Linked DNA regions of Zea mays: region 1 is linked to region 2. The links are chromatin contacts, called in public Hi-C maps. All regions are on one chromosome and are shown on one strand. The core of a region is the stretch at or near the end of the contact, and the rest is flanking DNA. Distances in the headings are between cores, read along the strand shown. Region 1 holds the start of LOC103639738 (protein POLAR LOCALIZATION DURING ASYMMETRIC DIVISION AND REDISTRIBUTION). Region 2 holds the start of LOC103637981 (formin-like protein 6).

Region 1 (5,033 bases), core at 2,332-4,831, 200 kb after region 2:
ATATGTCATGGATGGACTGCACTGCAATGCAATGCAACAACTAACCCTCCTCTGTTGTAAATTGTGAAACGTCTGTCCAAGTAAAAGTTGCACTGTTTTAATTGTGGTGTCTGCAGTACAGCATATTGCACCTAATAATAAACACACGGTGAAAATCAGAACGTTTTTTTTTTGTAATTTGAACACAAGGACGTTGGTGAATTGAACTATTGAAAAAGGCCTGCATGCGCGCGTGCGCCCGTCCCGCCCCAGCTGGTCCTCCCCATGCTGCAGCCAAACGGGCAGAGACCCACCCAATGACGACACGTGCACATATACGGCTAGCAGAAATGAAGTGAAGCAGAGGGGGGTGATGATGGATGCACGAGTGTCCGCAGTTCGCTCAGCCTGGTCGATCGAGTACGTAGCACACGCGCATCGTCGTCGTCCATGCATGCAGCAGCAGTGGTATGTAGGGCCGTAGGGGGGGAGGGCGTATTAAACCGCCCCGTGCACGAGTAAATGTGTCGCGCGGGGCCTCACGCGTTCCCTATGATCGACGACGGGGCGCGCGCGCTCTCGTGTGGCCTGCTGGCGGCGGCGGCGTCGTCTCGCGCGCGCGACACGGCCTCCGTCGTCCTCATCACGCACGCACGCGCTAGCTTGCCGAGACGTGGTCGTCGTCGTTACTGCAAATGATTCTTCTCTCCCCCCTCCGCCGTAGTCCGTACGTCCATGTCCATCTGTACAACTTGATGTCATTTCCAAAGCTACGTACCCGCCCCCGGCCCCCGACTCCCGCGCGCATTGATGGAAGTGATCATCGTCGTCATCCATGATTGCCTGCCGGCCGGCTCGACGATGGACGATGATCAATGATGCAGGGTGGTGCGCGCGCGCAGCATTGATATGCCGGATCGATCGGAGAGATCCCCGGCCCGGCCGGAGGGGGGTTTCAAAATCCTTCGTATAGCGCGCGGAAATTAAAATTCTCGATCGCGCGCGATTGAAGTGCATGCTATGCACGTGACGCGCGCGGTGTTCGTTCGTTGCTGCCCGCGCTAGCTACTAGCTCCACGTACGTACGCTGAGGGGTTTACGTACGTACGCACGCATGCACACACGAGAAGGAAGGAAGCACGTTGGAAGTGGTGGAGCCACGCACACGAATCCCTCCCTCCCTTTCTTCGTGTGGCTGGCCGGCCGGCCGGCCGACAAGATCCCGCGAGCCTGCAGCAATTGCAATCATCGTCAGCACGTATACTGTAGTACGTACGTAGCGAGCTGAGCATTCATGAGTAGTAGTATCTAGTATCTATCTGCTGGCTGACTGGCTCCGTCCAGCCCCCGGGCCGGCGGCTCATGCATATCTCATGCATGCATGGATCATGGATAGATCCCGGATCGGAGTTTTGGAAAATTTTGAACGGCGCGCCATACGGCCGCCGGACTCGCGCGCGCGCGTACCGTAGGTTCTGCGCCGAGATGTGGGTTCTGTTCTGTACCGTCGCCTAGGAATGAATGGCGTGCCATGCATTTGGCAGGCAAGGCATATATGCATACTGTAAAAAGGAAAAAAAAAAGAAATACACGGTAATACCACCGCGTACGTGTCTATTTCTTTATTCAAAATTTTAACTCCCACACGTAATGCGTCTTGCTTAGAATGACGATTGCTTGGAAGTAAAAGTAAAAGTAAAAGTAAAAGTAATTAGAATGACGATTGCTTGGAAGTATAGAAGTAATTTTATACAGTACTCCGCAAGCAGTCTATAGCTCTAATTAATCCCCTAGCTAATAACGACTTCGTCGCTAGCCGGCCGGCCCTTGCATGCATGGCTGCTGGAGTGCGTAGTAATTTAAACAAATAAAGCTATCGTCTGTCAGCAATTAATAATGCAATTAAGTACGTAGTTTGTAGACTAGTCTCCCAACAAGCCACTCTTCAGTTAATAACTTCACTTTTCCCTGTTTTATTAGTGCTATAAATCAAGAATGTTACGGAGAAGTGTACGAACGAGCTGTGTGTAACCGTAACTTTTTTTTTGAGCTCACAGTACGCTCAAATTAGACATCTTTTAAACAGTCTCTAGGGTGTAGTAAGTGCAATAAATAAATAAATAAATCAAGAGACAGTCTCTTCGTGGAGAGCCCGTCTCTACACCACTCTCTATACATATTATGTCTTAACTGTATTTATGATTTATAGGCTCTGAGTTGTATTATGCAATTTCTTAACCGTCTCTTATACTTTACAAATCGATCCTAATAAGCCTCTGGGTTGTACAAGTTTGTAGTACATGCCCTAAGGTCTGTCCTCGTCAGTCAGACAACAAGTATTTATCGCCCTAATAACAGTGTACGAGAACCAGTTGCTGCTGCATGGTTCGGTTTGGCGGCGTTGTTACCTGCAGCTGATCGATGACTGGAATACGGTGCCTAGCTACACGTACTGTTCACGGACGAATTGAATTTGAACTCCTCATCATCAACGGTCAATGCCCAAAGCCTTCAGTTCTATCCGGATCGGAGCGCGGGCGGTTTAACCAGCTGCTGGGAGTTAAAAAAAACCCCGTGGCTCTCCCATTTAATTCCTCATCGTTTCAATTCGAATCCGCAGTTAACACGCAAGTTAGTACGAGGTAGCGTTTGTGTATATGGTACGGGACTCTAATCGCCATGCATGGTGTCATGCATGACGTGGCCATATGTAATGGACTGGTCGGCTGGACAAATTAGGAGTAACTCGCTGCTCGCCAACTAGGCCAGGCCATGATCGTGCGTGTCTTTGGATCAGGTTGAGCTATATAGGTGCCTAGGCCACGCCATCCATGATTAGTGGAGTGTTTTTTTATAATAGATCAGAGAGTCAGAGACGGACGCATTTCAAAAAAAAATTATCCTGTGTGGTGAAAATGCTGCTGCTTGCTGCTACAGCTACACCACCCGTATTGCTGCTGGTGACGCACTTGCACAGTTGCACGGAGCTTCTACCCTACTACGACTCGTTTTGCCGGGCTCAATACCAGCCGTCGGATGCTTCATCCGACGTCTCCCCGCCACCTAGTTCCGGCCTAACGAAAAATGCCTACGCCCTACCTAGCCTAGACCTAGGCGCACCCTGCAAGGCTGCAGCTCCGTCTCCTCCCAGCAGCAGTAGCACAGGCACAGGCAGGCACAGCGCTGCACTGCACTGGACGACGCTGACATGAGGACACACCCTCCAGTCTCCAGAAGGAAAATTCCCTGGCCCTGGCACTGCCCGACCTCTGCTCTGCTCGGTTCGGCCGTCAGTAACACCCAGGAATTCACAGTTCCATTCCGAGAGATTGTTTGCGTGCAGAGGGTTAAAAATGGCAGCACGGCAGAGCCCGCAGCGCAGTTACTGGTACCGGCAGCGGCAGCTTCCCTTCCCCCGCAGGCTGCAGCAGCATCAACATGGGTTGCTCGCCCCCCGCAGTTAATTCCTCCCTCCCCTGCGCCTCCAATTGCATGCCTGGCCTGGGACGACGGTGGGGCCAGCGCGCCATTAGCGCAACCCAAGCAAGCTTCCAAGATCATTCATCGCCTAGATTAGTACCGGCATTTAACACTCCCCCCGCCGCTTTTTTTAAACTTGCCGAACTTCCCTCCAAAGTTGCCGCGCGCCTTTCCGGAAGAGGCCGGGAGAGCTTCTTTCTTCTTCCTCGCCCTCGATCTTCTCCTTCCTCTCCTATAAATACGTGGCGTTACGCATGCATGCAGGAGCAAAGCAGCAACGGGGCGTGGCGTGGCGTGGCCAAGAATTCGAATTCCTCGGCGGGCGGCAGGCACGCGCATAGCGCTATAGCTTAGCTTGCTTGCTTGTTTGTTCCATCGCTTTTTCCAATGGAGAACTGCGTGAGGGGTCGAGCGGGAGGGAGGGTTAGAGAGGACGCGGGTTCGTCGTCGCTGCCCCTGCCTCCGCCGCCGCGCCTAGCGGCCGCGAATTCCTCGGCGGCGGCGGCGGCGTCCATCCGGGCGCACCTGGCGCGCACCGCGAGCGGGGTGGACGCGCAGCCGTCGCCGCGGTCGCTGCTGTCGCGTATCCTGCTGCGTGGCGGCGGCGACGGCGGGAGTGGCGGGGGAGGAGGGTTCGGGTGCCGGGTGCGGCTGCCGCGGCGGTACGGCGGCGGGCTGAGGGAGGAACGGAAGGATGGCGCCGAGCAGGGAGAGACTCCCCGGGTTAAGGTCGTCGAGCCGCCGCCGCCGCCGCTGCCAGAGCTGCCCCTCGAGACGCCGCGGAGTTCGCTAGGTTCGGCATTCCGAGGCAGGAGGATCATCATATGCACTAAAAACCTCCCGCTGAATTCAGAACGCTTGCTTGAATTATGGAGACGTCGAGAGCAGTGATGCTAATGCTGGAGTTTTGTCGGATTCCGCAGGGAGGAAGAAGCCCGAGGAGGAGCTGGTGTCCATGAACCTGGGCCTGGGCGCGAGCCTGGTGCTCCTGCTGTCCAAGAGCGCCGTGGAGCTGAACAAGATGGTGGAGCTGCGCGCGCAGATGGAGGCCCTGGTGTCGGAGATCAGGCAAGCGTCGCGGTACAGGGAGGAGGAGGAGAAGCAGGCGGCGAGCCACCCTACTTCTGCTGCTGCTGCTGCCGTCGCTGGTCCCGCCACGTCGCAGGAATCCGACGGCGGCAGTAGCGCCACCACCACCGCCGTGAAGGACCCGATCGCGTTCCCCGCGGCCGACGCCGACGCCGACGCCGCGTCCAACTGCTCCCGCACGGCGGTGGTGATGGACCTCATGGAGGCGGAGCTCCAGGCCGAGCTGAGCCGCATGCAGCAGCAGCGTGGGCGCGGCGGTACGGTGGTGCACGGCCACGGCGGCGACAGCCGGATCGCCCCGACGCGAGGACTCGAGGTACGTGCGGAACGAAAAATCACCACCAGTACCGCAGTACGCCACCACGTACCACGCCGTACGTGTACGTCCGTGTGACGCGACGCGTGTTCGTCTTGCTTGCTGCTGATGTGGCTGACGTTGCCGGCAGTTGCCGCTGCTGAAGGTGAAGACGAAGGGCGACGCCCCC
Region 2 (5,037 bases), core at 2,129-4,628:
TAGCGTTGATCCAAAATACCGAAAGTATCCTTACTAGGCACTACTTGACCTTCCAAACTAACATCTCATTCCTCATGTGTAGTAGAGCCGACACCACATCTCATATATTTGGTTTTAGTTCTACTGAGTCTAAAACCTTTGGAACTCAAGAGTCTCCAACCACAACTCTATTTTCCTATTTAATCATGTCCGACTTTCTTCAACTAGCACTACATCGTCCGCAAAAAAAGCATGCACAAAGGGATATCCCCTTGTATGTCCTTTGTGACCTCATCCATCACAAAGAGACAGGGGTTCAAAACTGATCCTTAATATAGTCCTATTAAAATCGGAAAGTCGTTCGTGTCTCCATCACTTATTCGAACACTAGTCGCAAGATTGTTGTACATGTATTTAATGAGTCTAACGTACTTCGTTAGAACTTTATGTTTGTCCAAAGACCACCACGTAACATTCATTGGTATTTTGTCATAAGCCTTATCCAAGTCAATGAAAACCATGTGTAAATCCTCTTCTGCTCCCTATATTGCTCCATCACTTGTCTTATTAAGAAACTGACTTTCATGGTTCACCTTACGGGTATGAAACCAAATTGGTGCATAGAGATCATTGATATTTCTCTCAAACCATGCTCGATAACTCTCTCTCGTATCTTCATAGTATGGCTTACCAACTTAGTTCTCCAGTAATTAGTCCAACTTTGAATATCTCTCTTATTCTTGTAGATTGGTATCAATATACTTCTCTTCCACTAGTTAGGCATCTTTTTTGACCGGAAGATATGGTTGGATAACTTGGTTAGGCATAGGGCATGTTTGGGACAACTTTTTTCTGAAGACCTTTTTTGAGAATTTGAATTCCTGGATAATCTAGCTGTTACGAGAATCTAGATATCACGGGGCTTGCGTGCGGAAGATGAAGGGGATTTATCCTGCCGCGACGACTCGGCGAATTATACATTCACGTTGATTTGGACGATTCTCACAGAAGCAGACCGAGAAACAAACATTTGACTACTAGAAGATGATTCTGACGACCAAAATCTGACCAAAAGCCGAAACAAACAGGCCCACTATGGCTATGTCCCCGATGCATCTCCATGCCTCAAATGGGATACCATCAGGGCCCATCGTCGTACCTGTTTCATCCTTTTCAATGCTTCTCTAACCTCAGATTCTTGGATCCTACACATAAAGCGCCTATTGGTGTCATCAAAAGGGCCATTCAACTGAAAGGTTGCGTCCTTAATCTCCCCATTGAATAATTTGTCAAAATATTCTCGCCATCTATGTCTGATCTCATACTCCTTCACTAAGAGATGCTCTGTTTTATTCTTAATGCATTTAACTTGGTTGAAGTCTCTTATCTTCCTCTCACGAACCCTAGCCATCCTATATATATCATTCTCTCCTTCCTTCGTACTCAACCATTTGCCACACTTACAGCTTACTTTACAGTCTTCTTTGCTAACTTGTACTTCTCTACGTTGTACATACTCATGTCATGGTACAAAAACAAGGGCGGACCCAAGTAGGGTCGAGTGAGGGCACATGCCCTGCTCATTTCTTTGTTCTAAGTACTAGAGTCTAGATTTTCACCATGAGGTCCCCTGCTCAGTCCAATTTAAATGCCCCTGCTCTGGTATTTTGGTGTTCGTCCTTACAAGTATGCCCTCAGTCATATTTTGTCTTGGGTCCACCCCTAGGTACAAATGTCTACGACATCATTTATTATCCTTAATATCCCTTTAGACTTTCTCGTTCCACCATCGACTATCTTTAGCTTCGACTTCACTCTTTTTGGTTGCTCCACGCACCTTTGAGACCACCTTCTGAATGCAGGTTGTCATCTTCTTCCATATGTTGTTTGTGTCATCTTGATCCTTCCAAGTGCCATCTTTGACAGCTCTTTCCTTGAAGACTTTTGATGTCTCTCATTTCAGTTTCCACCACTTTGTTCTCGTAATCTTGGCTTGTTTATCACTGCGGGCACGCACCTGAAAACGAAAGACTGCCACCACAAGCTTATGTTGAGAGACAACATACTCTTGAAGTACCACCTTGCTATCCAAGCAGGTACCTTGCAATCCAAGCATACTCGTTTATCCTCTCCTCTTGTGAGGATAAAGTCAAATTGATTATAGTTTTGTCACTACTATAGGTCATTAAATCTGATTTTCTCGTTCTAAACTAAGTGTTGTCTATCAATAGGTCAAAAGCTACGCAATGTCCAAAACATTGAACATGAGATCTTCAAGCTTTGAAGATTGCCATTTCCCATATATGTATATATGAACAAATGTACATCTGATCGCATCCATTCTCCAATTGAAAAATCAGAAGATGCATCCCATTCCATGCTCGAGGCATGAATAAATTAAATTTGTGTCATATTATATGCTAGATCCCCTTAACAGCGAGAAACAATAACACCACAATGGAAACAGTCGCTCTCCAAAACGAAGACGTGATACTTCATTATTATTATTTTTTGAAAAAAAAAAAGACACTGGCAACGTGATAGCCAACTACTACGCTGGGTCAATCCCGTGTCCCTATTTTGGTCAAGCTCATAATCTAGAAACAACTAAGGAATCGCCTTTCCGCACCCTTCGTGAAGTCAACACACAAACCCAACCCACCGGCACAAAGCCGCAAAGTCTGGGCAAAGCTATCCCACTCTGCAAGTGCAAGCAAATCTGCGCCTCGAGATCAACACGAACTCACCTTCCCTTTGTTTTCGTAATATAATTCACCCCCTCCACCCCTCGAGAAATGGGGAGTAAAGCGAGAAGCGGCGCGTACGAGTGAGTCGTATGGGCAAGATTCTCGGTGCCGCGGGACGCGTTACTTCCAAGAAACCCCCGACGAACAGGTCCAACAAAGAAGCCCAGCGCGAGCGAGCAGGTTCGCACAAACGCACCCAGCTAAAATAGCAAGATTACCGAGTACTGGGCCAAGAAAGCGAACGCACCGAGGATGTTGCCGGAGATCTCGACGAGCCCATCGGGCGGCCGCCGGTAAAACAGCCGCCGGAACAGGGACATCCGCCCGGCCGCCGACGCAGGAACCGGACAGAGAACGCGCCGCCCCGCCGGGTAGCCGAACCTTGTGGGGGAGGAGGAGTCGGGCAGGGAGGAGACGTTACGAGCAGTAGAGCCGGTGGTGGCGATATATCGGGGAGGAGGGACGGATGGAGGTGGTGCTGGTGGCAGCAAGGAGGGCAACTCCGCGCCGGTGGATTTGTTTTCTCGGAGGTTTTTGGTGGTTTGGACGTTTGGTTTGTTTAACGGGTCGTCGTAGGCGCGTGCGTGCGACCGCTGTAGCACGATCACGAGCCCCTGCGCGGCGACGAATGGTTCCATCGTGGAACGGGCCCGGGCTGGCTGCTTCCTACCCTTCTGAAAAAGAGAGAGCAAAAGTTGGAACCGTGTTTCAAAATTTGAACTTTGATTGCATTTTATTATTCTTCTTTCATCTTAAATTCAAACACCTTCATTTATCTCCTTGTGTATTTTCATCGTTTTTTTCTTTTCTCCATTTTCTTCTTGTATGATACTTATTAATAGTTATCTACTTTATCCTCCCGACTATAAAACTATATCAAGCCGTTCGGCTGTGATTTTTTTTTGTGCTGTCGCTACAGGTTGCTACTTCTTTTGTGAGACGGTCTAATGTTCCGTAATTGTAGATGTAAGACAGCTAAAAGCATCTCTAAGGGCTAGTTTGGCAATCACAAAACCGGAGGGGATTGGAGGGGCTAAATTCCCCTTCTTATTCAAATTGAATAAGAAGGGGAATATAGCCACTCCAATCCTCTCCGGGTTTATAGTTTTCAAACTAGCCCTAATAGTTATGTAAATAACTCCCTAGATATAAATTTAAGAAGTTTTCGGGGGAAAAGCCTTGAAAAGCCTTCTCTAACAGTTATGTAAAATAGATCCTTAAATTTATAAACTCACTACAAAACTCAATTTCATCCCTACATTTACTAACTCAAATTCAAAGGGGGTTGCAAACTCTCTTTACGCTCATTTGATAAAGCTTAAAGCAATGATGAGCATCATAGACTAATAGTATGCGAATAGACTCAAGTATAGTTATAAGAGCAAAAGTTTCCTCAAAATCCAAACACATGACTTGGGCATATACTATTGCCACAAGTTTCGTCTTGTTTCTTGTCACCACCTCGAACTTGTCTTGTTTGTTGCGGAACACCCACTTAGTTCCCACAACATTTTTGTCGGCGTTTCGAGACCGGGGGGTCCCTAAGCCGACGAGTGAGTGTGCCGCGTGCCCCAGCCCAGATGGGTCGAGCGCGTGGGCGAGCGCGAAGGGGGGAAAGGAGCGAGGAGGCCGGAGTCCGGCGAGAGAGAGGTGGGAATCCCGCGGCCTTCGTGTTCATCCCGCGCCCAGGTCGGGTGCGCTTGCAGTAGGGGGTTACAAGCGTCCACGCGGGTGAGGGAAGCGAGCGGCCCCAAGAGAGCGCCTGTCCCCGTCCTCGTCCCCGCGCGGCCAACCTTTTTTAAGAAGGCCCTTGTCGGGGACCATAATTAGGGGTACCCTCAAGACGCCTAATTCTCAGCTGGTAACCCCCATCAGCATAAAGCTGCAAAGGCCTGATGGGTACGATTAAGTCAGGGATCAGTCCACACGAGTGACTCGATCACGCTTCACCCGAGCCTAGCCTCGGCCAAGGGCAGCCGACCTCGAGAGACTTCCATCTCGCCCGAGGCCCCCCTTTTTACGGCGGACACATCACCGGCTCGCCCGAGGCCTTGGCTTCGCTCAGAAGCAACCCTGACTAAATCGCCACACCGACTGACCGAGTTGCAGGAGCATTTAACGCAAAGGTGGCCTGACACCTTTATCCTGACACGCCCCCCCCCCCCCCCGGCAGAGCCGACGTGACCGCCGTCACTCCACCGCTCCACTGACCAGTCTGACAGAAGGACAGCGCCGCCTGCGCCACTCCGACTGCGGTGCCACTCGACAGAGTGAGTCTGACAGACAGTCAGGCCTTGCCAAAGGCGCCACG

Evidence for each region. Hi-C and Micro-C count contacts between places; a contact is called where the count stands out from the background.
Region 1: a Hi-C map of root tip shows a contact between it and region 2, with 4 times the contacts expected there. The contact joins the promoter of LOC103639738 here to the promoter of LOC103637981 in region 2. A contact is called at or near these places in 17 of 25 Hi-C or Micro-C datasets (bundle sheath, ear, endosperm and 5 more) and 2 of 3 datasets of contacts at active chromatin or transcription factors (leaf and seedling).

The regions. Positions count from the first base shown.
Region 1 is chr9:14,595,957-14,600,989 of Zm-B73-REFERENCE-NAM-5.0, forward strand. It overlaps LOC103639738 (protein POLAR LOCALIZATION DURING ASYMMETRIC DIVISION AND REDISTRIBUTION), which reads left to right and starts at 3,582. Exons shown (of 3, transcript XM_020544230.1): 1 at 3,582-4,252; 2 at 4,383-4,864; 3 at 4,995-5,033. The coding sequence starts at 3,847.
Region 2 is chr9:14,399,548-14,404,584 of Zm-B73-REFERENCE-NAM-5.0, forward strand. It overlaps LOC103637981 (formin-like protein 6), which reads right to left and starts at 3,379. Exons shown (of 4, transcript XM_008660978.3): 1 at 2,974-3,379. The coding sequence starts at 3,364.